Regions from separate parts of the Triticum aestivum genome. Here region 2 is linked to region 1. A link is a contact called in public Hi-C data. All regions are on one chromosome and are shown on one strand. The core of a region is the stretch at or near the end of the contact, and the rest is flanking DNA. Distances in the headings are between cores, read along the strand shown. Region 1 holds the start of LOC123077281. Region 2 holds the start of LOC123077284 (bromodomain-containing protein 4).

Region 1 (6,686 bases), core at 317-2,816:
GAGCGATCGTGTGGGATCATGATTTGGTCGCGTGGTTAAGACCGCAGTTACTGGCTACGAGCCTACGACTGTTCGTCAGTGAAGCCGCTGTCGATCAATTTGCATTTTTCAATGGTACCGCTAATCTGGTGGGTCAGTATTGATGGTGATGATTGATGAGATCGCCGTACGTGTTAGTTATCGGCTAGGGGCGTAGCAGTACCTCGTGGCCGTCGCTGGTGGAGTCGCGGCGGACGCCGGACGCGCGGGGCTTCATCCCGTACCGCCGGAGGGAACCGGAGTACCGCCGCAGGTCGCTCTCCGTGGTCCGCCGTATCGGGACCGTCCCGCCGGGGCACGACTCGCCGCCGTCGCTCCACGCCTGCGGGAACACCGCGTCCCCTTCTTCCTCGGCGGCGTCGGCGCTGATCTTGGGCCTCTCCTCTGGCTCAGCCTGCAAAAGGAAAAGGAGAATCACTACTTCAGAACGACGGCCGCTGATCGGTAAAAGACAGACAAATAAGAATGCAGCATTGGTGTAGTTGGCTATGGAGAAGGGACGGATGGGATGGACGACCTCTGGCTTTTGGCCTCTCAACGTTGGGTGGTCAAACGCCGGCTGGAGGTGCGCCGGCACGCAGTGGATGATGTCGCCGTCGGCGCTCTGCGTGCAAAAACAAATTCGTCAAACATTTTGCCACAAGAAAAGAAAAGTATGGCGAACAAGGTGGTCGAGAGATTCAGGTCGGGGGTCAAACATCAATGGCCGGCTCATGCAAAAGAAGCAAAGCCACTCACCTGAATGGTCTTGACGGAGGCCTTCTTCATCTTGTCCATCCGGGCGACGATGCTCTGGTAAGCTCGCAGCTCGTCCCCGGAACGGAACTCCGCCGTCCGTGTGCCGTTGCCCCTGCCGCCGCCGCCGCTGGCCGACACCGACAACGCGCACGAGACGACGAGCAGCAGCGCCAGCAGCAAGGGGACGGCTGGTCTGGGCCTCTTGCCGCCGCAGCTACACGCCATCGACGCCCGTGCGTGGGCTTCTCCTTCTTCTCTTGGATTCACCTCAAAACCTTGTGGCTAGGGAGTAGAGTCGTTGCTGCTCGCTTGTCTGTATCCGCTTCCACCGGATCGCCTGCTTGTCCTCTTCCCCGCCTCCTCCCCTGCCCCTATCGCTTGGCTTCTTCTTCCCTTGACTCGCCCGAGAGAGACTACCCGACTATAAATATAGGAGCTAGCGTGGAGGCGTAGTGTGGCCGGAGCCTCGATATGAAGATGGAAGGTCAACCAAATGTCGCCGTGCGGCGGTTGGGGTTGGGGGTGGGGATGGGGAGGGTGGGGGAGGTGAGCTTGAAGGCTTGAAGTGATGTGGTGGACGGAGTGATGAGTTCCGACACGGCGGGTTGAGATGAGCTTCAAGTTGAGTTGCTCGCGGCTGTGGCTTGCAGCTGGGGCACGCTTTTTCCCGAGGAGAGCGACACGCCCCTGCCCCGCGCTACCCATGCCGAGCCATGGCATCATCTCATTTTATATCATGCTTGGGTCCATGGTCCTGTCCCCCTCTCCACATTCCCTTCTCCCGCTCCTCCCCCCATGAACGAAAGGTAGCTGGATGGATGGATTACTGCAACCAAAGCACCATCGTCGATGCAGACAGTGGGGGTTCAGCTCAGTGGCACTGAGCTTTGCTACGTCAGGGGAATAAAGAAAGAAACAGAGCGTGTGTGTGTGCGCGCTCTGGGGGATGGCATGGCATCCACCGCACGCGTCCTTGGGTGAGTGTGCATTGCACCGAGGAGAGGAGCGAGCGGCTCACTCTTCCTTCGCTTTTCCCTTTGGAAAGGCGGGCAGGGGAGGGTGGCGGCCATGTGCCAGGGGGGTGGGGGCGGGAATTTTCAAAGGCCGGCTCCGACCGGCAGTGGCCTTCAGCTGGTGCAATCATGAGCCAGCGCCCCGGCCTTCCTATCCCTGTCCGCCATGATAGAAATCGCTTCCTTGTAGCTTCCTCCTTGGAGCAACCGGCGGCAGCTCTCGATCGGTAACCATGCATGTAGGCCACCGAAGCCATGGCTTTTGTTCTCTTTCTTGTGCACGTATTTGACAGCCATGGTTGGTGTAGAGATTGAGATCGGATCCAGATGAGACTCTCAAAGATCACGTACTACGTACATAGTGCACCTTTGGCTTTGATCATTGTTCACTTTCGCGGCCAAATTTAAAGTGATCGATCCGGTTGCTTGGTGCTTGCTTTTCCATATCAGATACGGATCCTCTTTAATTCGCTCAAAGCACCTAAACATGGCACTGCATGCGCCGCTACTCAAGTCAAATCTGAATTAAGCTATGCGTGTGCCGTGCGCATCTACAAAACTCACCTAGAATACTCCGCACATGCCATAGCCGTCCACTGTCTCCCAGCACAGCACTCGAAAGTTCTTCTTCAGCCTTTTCCTTAACAAAAGCGACCGACTGCGGCATCATTGGCGTCGCAAATGCGACGGCAACCTGCACAAGCAACACATCTCCGTCTTCATGGCGCCATGCCCATGAATCGCAATGCGATGGCAAGCTGGCCAAGCTACTTCCACAAGCATTTGATGCGCCTTCCCTCCCTGGCCAGTGCAAGCCGGAGGGCTGTTGGTTGACAACACTGTACGTTCCCAGCACCGCCATGATCACTGCTACTATCTCCCGAGTCCCAACAGCAAAGAGAGTACCATGCATGGTCACTCACATTGAATTGAATTGCACTGCCAGAGGAGGAAGAGACATGTAGCATGAATGGGGTAGGACCCCATGCATGGCGAGGAGATAGGAGAGCAGCCCTTAAATGGTCAGGTATGCCTTAATTTCTTGAGTACCACTCTCCTCTCCGGCTCTCCCTCACTTTGCTTTGCTAGCTGCACTGCACTGCGCCGGGCATCTTTAACATTTGGCTTCTCTCTCCCTCCCGCACCTACCGGTGCCAGGGGTCTCAGTGACGCGCCCCCGCACACACATACACATACACACAGTGCTCAGGGTTCATAAAAAGGGGGAGGTCACTCGGGCCAGGTCCACATGAGCCATGAGCCCACTGCCTGCTTCTGCTTTTGCAAAGAGTGTGGCTGTGTGGGGGAAACAGTAAGATAGTCTCTCTCACTATCAGTGGGAGCTGAGCAATTTGCTGTTTGCTCTTGCAAGGAGTGTGGGGAATGTGTGTATACTATGCATCAAATGCGTGAAGCATGCGGCAGTGGATTTGATTATGCGGGAAGATGAATTCAGGGGAACCGATGCGGCTTAGGTTTTGGTGCCATTGCAATCCTTGTTGCTTTAGAATACGTATGCAGCTGGCTACGCTTCTTTTCATGATCGCAAGGCCTGGCCTGACCGGCTGGCTGGCAAGGCAAATATACTCTCTCTTTCTTTCATGCCATGCTTGTTCCCTTGACTGACATTTTGATGCACAGCACTAGCTAACCTGCATGCCGTCCCTACTGTCTACTGAACACAGCATGCTTCTTATCATTCTGTTTAGGGTACCTTTTTTCAGCCTCCCCTTTTGGTTACCTTCTGGATTATGTACATGCTGACAGCGGAGTGAAACAATGCGTGAAAACTTAGGCTTGCAAGGTGATAGTGCAAAAGGTACTTTTTCCAGAATAAATAATGAGAGAGCATACCTCCCGATCTGGGTGGCAGAGAGCTCCCAAATGTTGTGAACATGAGAAAGCAACGCGAGCGTTGATCCTAGCGGGCGGCTAGCCCCGGCGAAACCCTAGCCACCGTCCACGTCATGTCTCCTCTCGCTCACCTCGTCGCCGCCTGTTGAATTATGTGTCAGTTTTATTTTTAGAGAGAACATCGATCAGCTTTATTCATCAAACAACAACATTACATACAGTTCCCCGGATGCAGTCTGGAACAGAATGAAAAATACTCGAATTAAAAGAGAGTGCATACATGATCCAGCTGATACATACATTGCCGGCGAACGTGCTTCGCGACGACACGACTTTCTTATCTCCTCTCTCCAGCAACCGCATCGCCTCCCCCTGGGCGATGCCAGGGGCCCTGGAACCCTAGCGCCGCCAGCACCCTCTAGCGCCTCCTCCTGCCGCCGCTGCCGCTGGCGTGGGCCGCGGTGGCGGCGGGCCCGGTGCCGAAGGCACCTGGGCGGGTGGACGCGGCGGATCTCATCTGAGGCGGCAGGGGCGACTCCTCCCGTGCGATCCGAAGGCGGCGGCTGGGGCGGCGACCCCAGGCCGTGCGGCGGTGGCCGAAGCACCATAGCCGGCGGAGCAGCAGCCCTCAATGGACGGCGGCGGTGGCAGCGCCCCATCCGGCGGGGTGGGCTGTTCTGGTCGGGGTGGTTACGGCGGTGACTGCGGATCCAACGCCCCGATTGGATCCGTCGCGGGGAGGCCTTTCGCCGACCGGCGGCGCGTGGAGGGACCGGTGAGAAGATGCCGGATCTCTGCCGGAGTACTGATGGCGACGTACGTCTTCGTGGCGAGGTTCTGCTTGGTTCCAGCCAGCCGCGAGGTTGGGAAGACGTGGCTTCCGGTGAAAATCGCGCCTGGCTGCGGTCTTGGCGGACGATGGCGGCGTATGAGACGTCGTTCCCTTCTTGAGGCATCGTTGTTGCAGGTCACGTCAACCTGATCAGGAAGTTCCGGGGGAAACACTAGATCTTTGTCTACCGGATCGAACGATGACGGTGCCTTCGGTGTCGTTCTCCCTTCCGGGGCATCGTTTTGGAGCAAGTGCTGGTTGGAGGGGACAAGAGGAGGAGCGGTGTTTCATCTTGCCCATTGATGACGGTGGATCTCGGCGGCATGGCGCACACTAGTAGAAAAATGGCCTAATGTGAAGCACATTAGTCCCGGTATGTAACTGAACCGACACTAATTTGACCATTAGTGCCGGTTCAGACGGCTAGGCGGGTGGCGCTAATTAGTACCGGTTCGTGGCGAACCTTTAGTACCGGTTCATGCCATGAAACGGTACTAAAGAGGTTGTGGCAGGCTGTTGTCAGGCCGGGGCCCCACCAGCCCCATTAATTCCGATCTGTGCCACGAACCGATACTAAAGAGGTTGTGGCAGGCTGTTTTTAGTCCCACCTCGCTCCCCTAACTGGGTTTTTACCACCTTAAATATGTTATTTCTCAAACTATCACAAGCACTTGGTCTTCATTGAACTCTATGTGTAGAATTTGTGGCAGCAATATGAGTTTTCACTGGTTTCTAAACCGTTGAGGACTCATATTGACAATTCAGATTATACACAAAAAGATCATTGATGATCAATGTATTTTTGATGTATATTTTTACATGTTTACACATAGCAGTAGCACGTTTCGCTGTAGCGCGCTACTGCTAAGCCATTCTATATTCCCCCAACCGGCCGCCCCTCACTCTCTCCTCTCTCCACTCACACTCACACTCACTCGGTCTCCCCCCTCAATCCCCCCGCGCCGGTTCTCCCCCGCCGGCCGCCCCTCACTCTCTCGCCAAACTTATTACAACTTCAGGCCTTGAGGAAATGGTGTAGACTGCACGGAGCTATATGTCCTTTCTCAACGCCTGAAGCTAAGCAACGTGCAGGTGAGCATTGCGCCTTTCCTTCATTTACGACAAAAACTAAGCCTGAAGCTAAGCATGTGCAAAAAAGTAGAGAGGGTTACGGCAAAAACTAAGCCTGGAGCTAAGCAACGTGCAGGTGAGCATTGCGCCTCTCCTTCATTTTTCTAAACTTATTACAACTCCAGACTTTTCGTGCATTCAGTATGCACCATTCAAAGCCACGTTATCAACTTTCAACCCTTTCTGACATCATTTATTATTTTTCATGCATTTACTGATTTGTTTTGAACTAAATGTCCTTGAAATTGAAAAGCACTACAAATGAACTCTGAAAAGGTTGAAACTTGGCATGGTATCATCATTTCACCCATATAGCATGTGCAAAAAAGTAGAGTGGCTTACGGCAAAAACTAGATACACTTCGTGTACAAACTGGACAATGTCTTTCGAAGTATCACGGTTTCGAACGAAAACTCATCTGTTACAAAGGCACTTCATTTTTCTAAACTTATTACAACTCCAGACTTTTTTGCGTTCAATATGCACCATTCGAAATAACGTCATCAGCTTTCAACCCTTTCTGCCTTCATTTGCTATTTTTCATGCATTTACTGATTTGTTTTGAGCTAAATGACCCTGAAATAGAAAAGCACTACAAATGAACTCTGAAAAGGGTGAAACTTGGCATGGTATCATCATTTCACCCACATAGCATGTGCAAAAAAAGTAAAGAGGGTTATGGCAAAAACTGGACGCACTTCGTGTACAAAATGGACAATCTCTTTCGAAGTATCAGGGTTTCGGACGAAAACTCATCTGTTACAAAGGCATTTCATTTTTTAAACTTATTACAACTCCGGACTTTTTGGCATTCAGTATGCACCATTCAAAGCCATGTCATTAGCTTTCAGTCCTTTCTACCTTCATTTGCTATTTTCATGCATTTACCGATTTGTTTTGAGCTAAATGACCCCGAAATTGAAAAGCCCTACAAATGAATTCTGAAAAGGCTAAAAGTTGGCATGGTATCATCATTTCACGCACATAGCATGTGCAAAAAAGTAGAGAGGGTTATGGCAAAAAATGGATGCACTTCGTGTACAAAATGGACAATCTCTTTTGAAGTATCCGGGTTTCGG
Region 2 (6,510 bases), core at 3,641-6,140, 220 kb after region 1:
CACTTCCACGCAAAGTAGCGAGATGTTCCGGCTGGCGGAGGTGCAGCAATGATCAGCACATCGTATGATTGATTGCCAACCCGACTGATGACCATGATGGTGTCCCCTTGGTCCAAGGTAGCATCAGTACACTTTTTATTTTGCGCTGACATGGCGTCCGCCTGGACGCGGGACTGCCACCTCACTCATGCTTTTGTTGTCTCAAAGTGAAAATTCCATGGTGTCTCTCTCTGGTCCTAGGTCGTGTACGTTTGCTGCAAATTGGAAATATTAGTTCCGGTACTTCCGGAACAAAATTTGTGGTTTTAAACAGCTGAATATAGGTGTGATCCAGTATGAATAACCTAAGTGAATCGGTAGTACAAAGATGGCTAGTTAGTGGATTTTGGTATGATTCTGGATTAGATTCTGCCTGTGCTTGTTTTAACTCCGTGTAAATCTTGGATTCTACTACAAAATACAAACGGGAATCTTGAGGAGGAATCAATGTTTGTAGGGGTCACAATTCATCTCCCATATAAAATCATAGACCTGAATGTGGAAATTAGTCCAAGGTCCTGAAATAAACTTATTTACTCCTCTCAGATAATTTTGCCATTGTTCATCAAACCCACCAGGGTATAATGGAGATGCGCTTTTTTTCCTCGGTTTTTTCCCTTTTAAGTGATTTGTTTATTTTGATTTTCTTTCCTTTTCATTCTTGATGTTATGTGTTCTTTTCCTGCCTTTTGTTGTTTCTTTTTCCTTTTTGGCAACATATCCCTTCAAAGTGTAACTCACTGAAAAATCTTAAAACTTTCATGTCGTGTGTTCGATCACCTCTTGATGTGAAAATTGTAGTTCACTGAAAATCTTAAAACTTTCATGGCATGTCTGATCACCTCTTGACATGTGTGACTCGTGCGGAGAAGCATTTGAACACTTAATGCATTTTTCATCGGCAACCCCCTGAAGTGATCGATAAAGTGTGCTTGTCAAGACTCATCTCTCGTGCCCACTAACAAAATCCCAAATATTTGTTCTTGAACACTTAAAATGAGGAATACAAGTTAAATCTGTTGAAGTTTTTTAATTTCACTTTCCTCCTCCTCCTTTTCATTTCTGCAAACATATATAAACATTATTAACGATAAACAGGCATTTTAAAATTGTTTGCTTAACATCACATGCATATTTTTTAAAACATAATTATCTTAAACCACATGATTATAGCGGAATATGCAAGAAACACTGTTTTAAATTACAATGGCAAGTTTTAAAAATGCTTCAAGACATTTTAGTTACATATACATTATCATAATTACATTTTTTTTTTGAAATTGCATTGTACACACTCTAATTATATGAACATTTTAAAAAATGTGTCCATCACTCTTTTAGTTACATGGGCATAATGTGTCGAACTCTTTTTAAATTACAGGAACATTTCCAAGTACAATAAATTGTATTAAATGCATCGAACACTTTTCTAATGACACAATCATTTTTAAAAATTTGAAGAAAAAATTTCATAGCATGAGTATTTTTCTAAATGCATGTTGAAAAAGTGCATTCTACACTTTAATTATATGAACAATTTTAAAACGTGCCAGAAATTTTTATTAAGAACATTAAAAAAAATGACTTTAACACTTTTAAATTACATGAACATTTTAAAATACATGAATGTTCTCAAACCAGGGGAAGGTTAGTTAAAATGCGTTGAACACTTGTCTTAACTACATGAACGTTAGTAATATTGTGTCGAATACATTTTTAATTACTTGTTTTTCAATTACATTAGCAATGCATTGTACACTTCAATTAACTTATTTCTTTTTAACGTGTCAAACATTTTTTTAATTATATAAACATTATTATGTTTGTTTTCATCCTTTTCTGTTTCCCATTCCCTTTTCATTTTCCATGTACTATTTTATGTAAAATAAGTAAATAGTTTTTATGCCCAAATTGTTTCTCAATAACACGCTGATCTTTTAATGCGTGTTGAATTTTTATCAAGGACATTTTTGGAACAAACAATGAAATTTTAAAACCGCTAAAAAAATACATAAATTTTAAGTGTGAGAACATTTTTAAATACATGTCGAACATTTCTAAAATAAAAATAACATGTTGACCATATAAATTCTAGCCGAACATTTGAATATTCTCAATATACTCCAATCTTTTCTGAAACAACTTTTCAAAATGCACTATGGATTGTTTCTAAAATGTGCCAACACATTATTTTACAATTTCATGATTATCATGAATATTAGGTGATTTATTTACAAAAAAGTATACAAAATAATAGTAAGGGGAGCTGCACAAACCTATAGGAGCTGCACAACCGCTATATATCGCCAGCAATGAGCGATACAAAGTACATGCATGGGAGGCCCTATTCGAAGCTTATTGTGTTAAGCAGGCGGCCAATCACAAAGGGCACTCTCCGATTGGGACGTCCCGTGGTCGTTATTTTTTTTATCATTTTCTTCTGTTTTTCTAGTTTTGAAATCATGAAAATTATTTATTTTATTTACTAAATCATAAAAAATGGTCATGGATTTGAAAAATGTTTGCGTATTTCTTAAAATGCTCCTGCATTTCAAAAGTTCACAAACTTGAAAACATGTTCCCGGATTCAAATACGGGATTTTTTTTTCAAACTCATGATCTAAAAAAATGTCATCGGTTGATTTTTTAAAATATCCACGATTTCAAAAAAGGTTAACGGTTTTAGAAAATGGTTATGATTTGACAAAAAATCACGAATTTGGAAAATGTTCACAAATAAAAATAAAAAGAAAAGGAAAAAACAAAAACAAAAATAAAAATAAAAAATAGAAAGAAAATAACACGAAAACCCCCAAAATAGAGAGTCTCCCACCTACTTGGGCCGGCCCGATATAGAGCATAGCGATCACCGATTATGCGAGTGTTCGCTACCCAGCGACTTGCGCGGTAAATAGGAAGTGCCTACATACATACCCCTCGAAGCAAACCTAGTGCAAAACAGTTGTTGTTCTCAATGTTACATACTTTATCCCATTGTGAAGCTTGCGATCACTGTATGGGCCACCTGGTCGGCTAGAAGGAAAGTGAGGGAATCTTCCAAAGCCCTCACACAACACATAGTTCATCGGCCGTTTTTATTACTGAGCTCAAGATATTAAAAGAACAAAGGTTGATGGTCATCGACAAGGGTGTGCCCCCTAGGGGGACAGGAAGGATCAGCCAACCCAGGGCTCCGCCAATGGGATATGCAAAAACCCATGTGTGACGCGGGTGTCTCAAACTCCAGGGGATCTGTTGCAGTGTGCTGTGACCAACATGAAATTTTCTTGGGAAGCTTGCCTTTCATTATTATGGGACTCCACGAAGCCACCACACTTAAAGCAATCGCGTGCGGTGAGGCACTGTATTTGATAGAAGATTTAGGTCTCAAAAGCTTCATAATCACTTCAAACAGAAAATAGGTGGTGAACGACATTGCCTAGGGCAGTCGAGGCCGGTATGCTCGGTCATTGTCTAGCTAAAATTATCCTTTCTTTAGATCGGGGGAGCCATGTGTGGCTTACTCAACCCCATGACCAGTTTGTATCTCACAAACTATGGTTCCGATGAATAAAGCATGGCTTTAGCCCTAGTAGAGAAACATACATTTTTTAAACAAAGTAGAAAAACATACACACCCCGCCCGAAATCACTAATTGAGGAGTACTCCTTGCAAAGATCACTCCCACCTCCTCAGGTTGCAACAAGTGGCGCGCCTTTTCCCCTTTTTCGTAGATCCGTTTATTCAAAATATTTTATCTCTTAAACCGTGCGTCCAAATCTTGAATCGTTTTCATCGTTGGATTCCTAGCGTCGAGATTTTCAAAACTAGATCCCATGTTGATAAAAAAAAATTCACGAAAAAACCGAACGAAAAAACCAAACCAGGAAGCATGGCTTTTTCCCTTTTCGAAAGAGGCACGGCCGTGCCTCTCGCGGAAGCACAACCGTGCCTCTCGTGCGAGCAAAACCATGGCTTTCGCGGAAAAAAGAGAAAACACATTTTTTTTTCTGTTTCCGAGAGGCACGACCATGCCTCTCGCGAAAGAAAAATAAATAGAAAAACACGTTTTTCCCCGTTTCCGAGAGGCACGGCGGTGCCTCTCACGCGAGCAAAACTGTGCCTCTCGCGGAAGAAAAATAATTAGAAAATGCGTTTTTTGTTCCCGAGAGGCACTGCCGTGCCCCTCACGAAAGCACAACCGTGCCTCTCGTGGAAGGAAAAAAACAGAAAACACATTTTTCCTGTTTCCGGGAGGCATGGCCGTGCCTCTCGCGAAAGCAAAACCGTGCCTCTCGCGGAAGCAAAACCATGCCTCTCGTGAAAAAAAAAGAAAACGCGTTTGTCTCGCGCGATTTTTTTGTCGAAGAGCTAAGGAAGACCGGTAGAAAATCAAAAAGTAAAAAAAAACCCGGTTTATGAGCCGAAAACGCGTGCGGAAAATAAAAAATAAAATTCAAAAGAAGCGCCCAGAGCGCGACACGTGATGGCGGCTGAGAGCGCGCCAAGTATCATTGCAAGGATCCCGAAGAAGCGCTCGTCAACTAGTTGCTCCCCCGCCACCTCGAAGCAGATCAGCCCAGGGGACGGTTTCCCAGACATCATTGTGGGCCGCAACACTCTACAAACCACTGGACCCGCCGCCAGGCCGGCAGCAGAGCCCAGAAAGGAAAAACGTTCGAGGCCCACAGGTTTCTCGAAAGGAAAAACGTTTGAGGCCCACGGAAGAGGCGCAAGCCGACGAACCAACCAACTCACTCCGTCACTCGCCGTGCCGTCTCGTGTGGTCTCGCTCGCCGTCCCGTCTCGATTCTTCCTCCCCACCCGATCCCCCCATCGCCCCCAGCTCAAGCCGCCCCTCTCCCCTCCCAGCCCCCCGCCGCACGCCACCCCCACCCACCACGCTCCCGCCGCCGGCGAGGCGGCCCCGCCCGATGAACACGTCGCAGTTCATGGACAAGCAGATCCTCGGCCTCGCCGCCTCCGCCGCCCCGTCCCCCTCCCTCGCGGGCGGCGGGAGCGGGGGCTCGGAGCTCCTCGATCTGATGGGCCCCGACCCCCAGGAGGAGAGCGAGGACGGCCTGCGCCGCCGCCACCACCACAGCGCCAACGGCACCGCCACCGACGTGCTGCCCAGCTACGACTTCCAGCCCATGCGCACCGCCACGGCCGCCCCCGCCGCCGCGCCGCCCTCGTGGGGTTCCCTCGACTCCAACTCCAAGGCCGCCTCGGTCTCCGCCTCCGCCTCGTCCCCATACAACCTGAAGGTATCTACTGCTACTCGTTGGATCTCTCGATCTAGCTGCGATTCATGTCCTTGCCTCAAGCAAATTACCTGATTATTCCGTGTTGCAAAGTTCACAAAGGCGCCTAGTTCGGAAGATAAATCTAGCAGTAGCTTGTAGGCAATATTGTGAATTGTGATATAGTGATATTGAATTGCTGGGCAATATGCGCCATAAGTGGATCAGCTGGGTAAAAGAAGGAACTGCATGTTGGATAGGTTCATGATACTGCTAGTTAGGTACTAGTACTAAATTTTGGGTATTCTATAGCATGCGCTGGAAACGTGGCCTTGTTGTTTGGTGGCTATCAAGTTAGCACATACAAATGCTATGCATAATTGAATTTGTTGATTCCTCAAGCCATCTATAAGTCATGTTTCAATTCCATGAAACGTATCTCAGTGAATTTGTAATATATGGCATCTAATGAGCATGTGATAGCTCATAGATGGGTGCTTATTTGTCAGAAAAATGATCAGTGCGACTGAACTCCTGTGGATTTGCACATTAAGTTTTTCTTTGCATGCTGTTAGATGCCAGATTGCGTGGACAGGGGTGCATGGAAGCTTGCTATCCATGTGCCAGAGCCATGAGTTCGTCGCGAGATCTTATGGGTTTCACCTCTAGCCTACCCCAACTTGTTTGGGACTAAAGGCTTTGTTGTTGTTGTGGTTGTTGTTGTTGTTGTTGCATGCTGTTAGATGCCAGATTGCCAGTACATCTGTTGTTTGAAATTTATGCCACAAGATCTTGTTTTGTTAGAAGCTGCACACAAACTTGTGCTGACAAATTGCTCTTTAAATTCTTGCATACGACTGATTTAAATGTAACATATCAGATATCATGGCGATACACATTTTCCCCGGTTCTCACATTTACGACTTTATTTGTACTCTTTTGAATTACTTTGTTAAATTTGTGATTCTTGTTTGATATATTTGTTCCACTGGTTCTGTCGATTCCATGCAATGGACTTCTAATTATTATTAGTTGCGTTTGATAATAAATACCATCATTTGTCATATATAGCTTACTTACATTTTTTTTATGATGGAAAGAGTGCTGGTATATTGGAGAACCGTGTGCCGAAGAATGTTAATCATGAGGAAGACAGGAGTAACTTTGGACTGGTAACTATAGCAGATATTGATCGAACCATGAAGAAGTATTCTGATAACCTGTTGT

Evidence for each region. Hi-C and Micro-C count contacts between places; a contact is called where the count stands out from the background.
Region 2: a contact with region 1 is called in a Hi-C map of leaf, with 5 times the contacts expected there. The contact joins the promoter of LOC123077284 here to the promoter of LOC123077281 in region 1. A contact is called at or near these places in 2 of 5 Hi-C or Micro-C datasets (both in leaf).

The regions. Positions count from the first base shown.
Region 1 is chr3D:47,057,725-47,064,410 of IWGSC CS RefSeq v2.1, forward strand. LOC123077281 reads right to left here and starts at 1,567. Exons shown (of 6, transcript XM_044499530.1): 1 at 778-1,567; 2 at 557-643; 3 at 203-433. The coding sequence starts at 1,002.
Region 2 is chr3D:47,274,816-47,281,325 of IWGSC CS RefSeq v2.1, forward strand. LOC123077284 (bromodomain-containing protein 4) reads left to right here and starts at 4,891. Exons shown (of 3, transcript XM_044499534.1): 1 at 4,891-5,307; 2 at 6,384-6,510. The coding sequence starts at 4,975.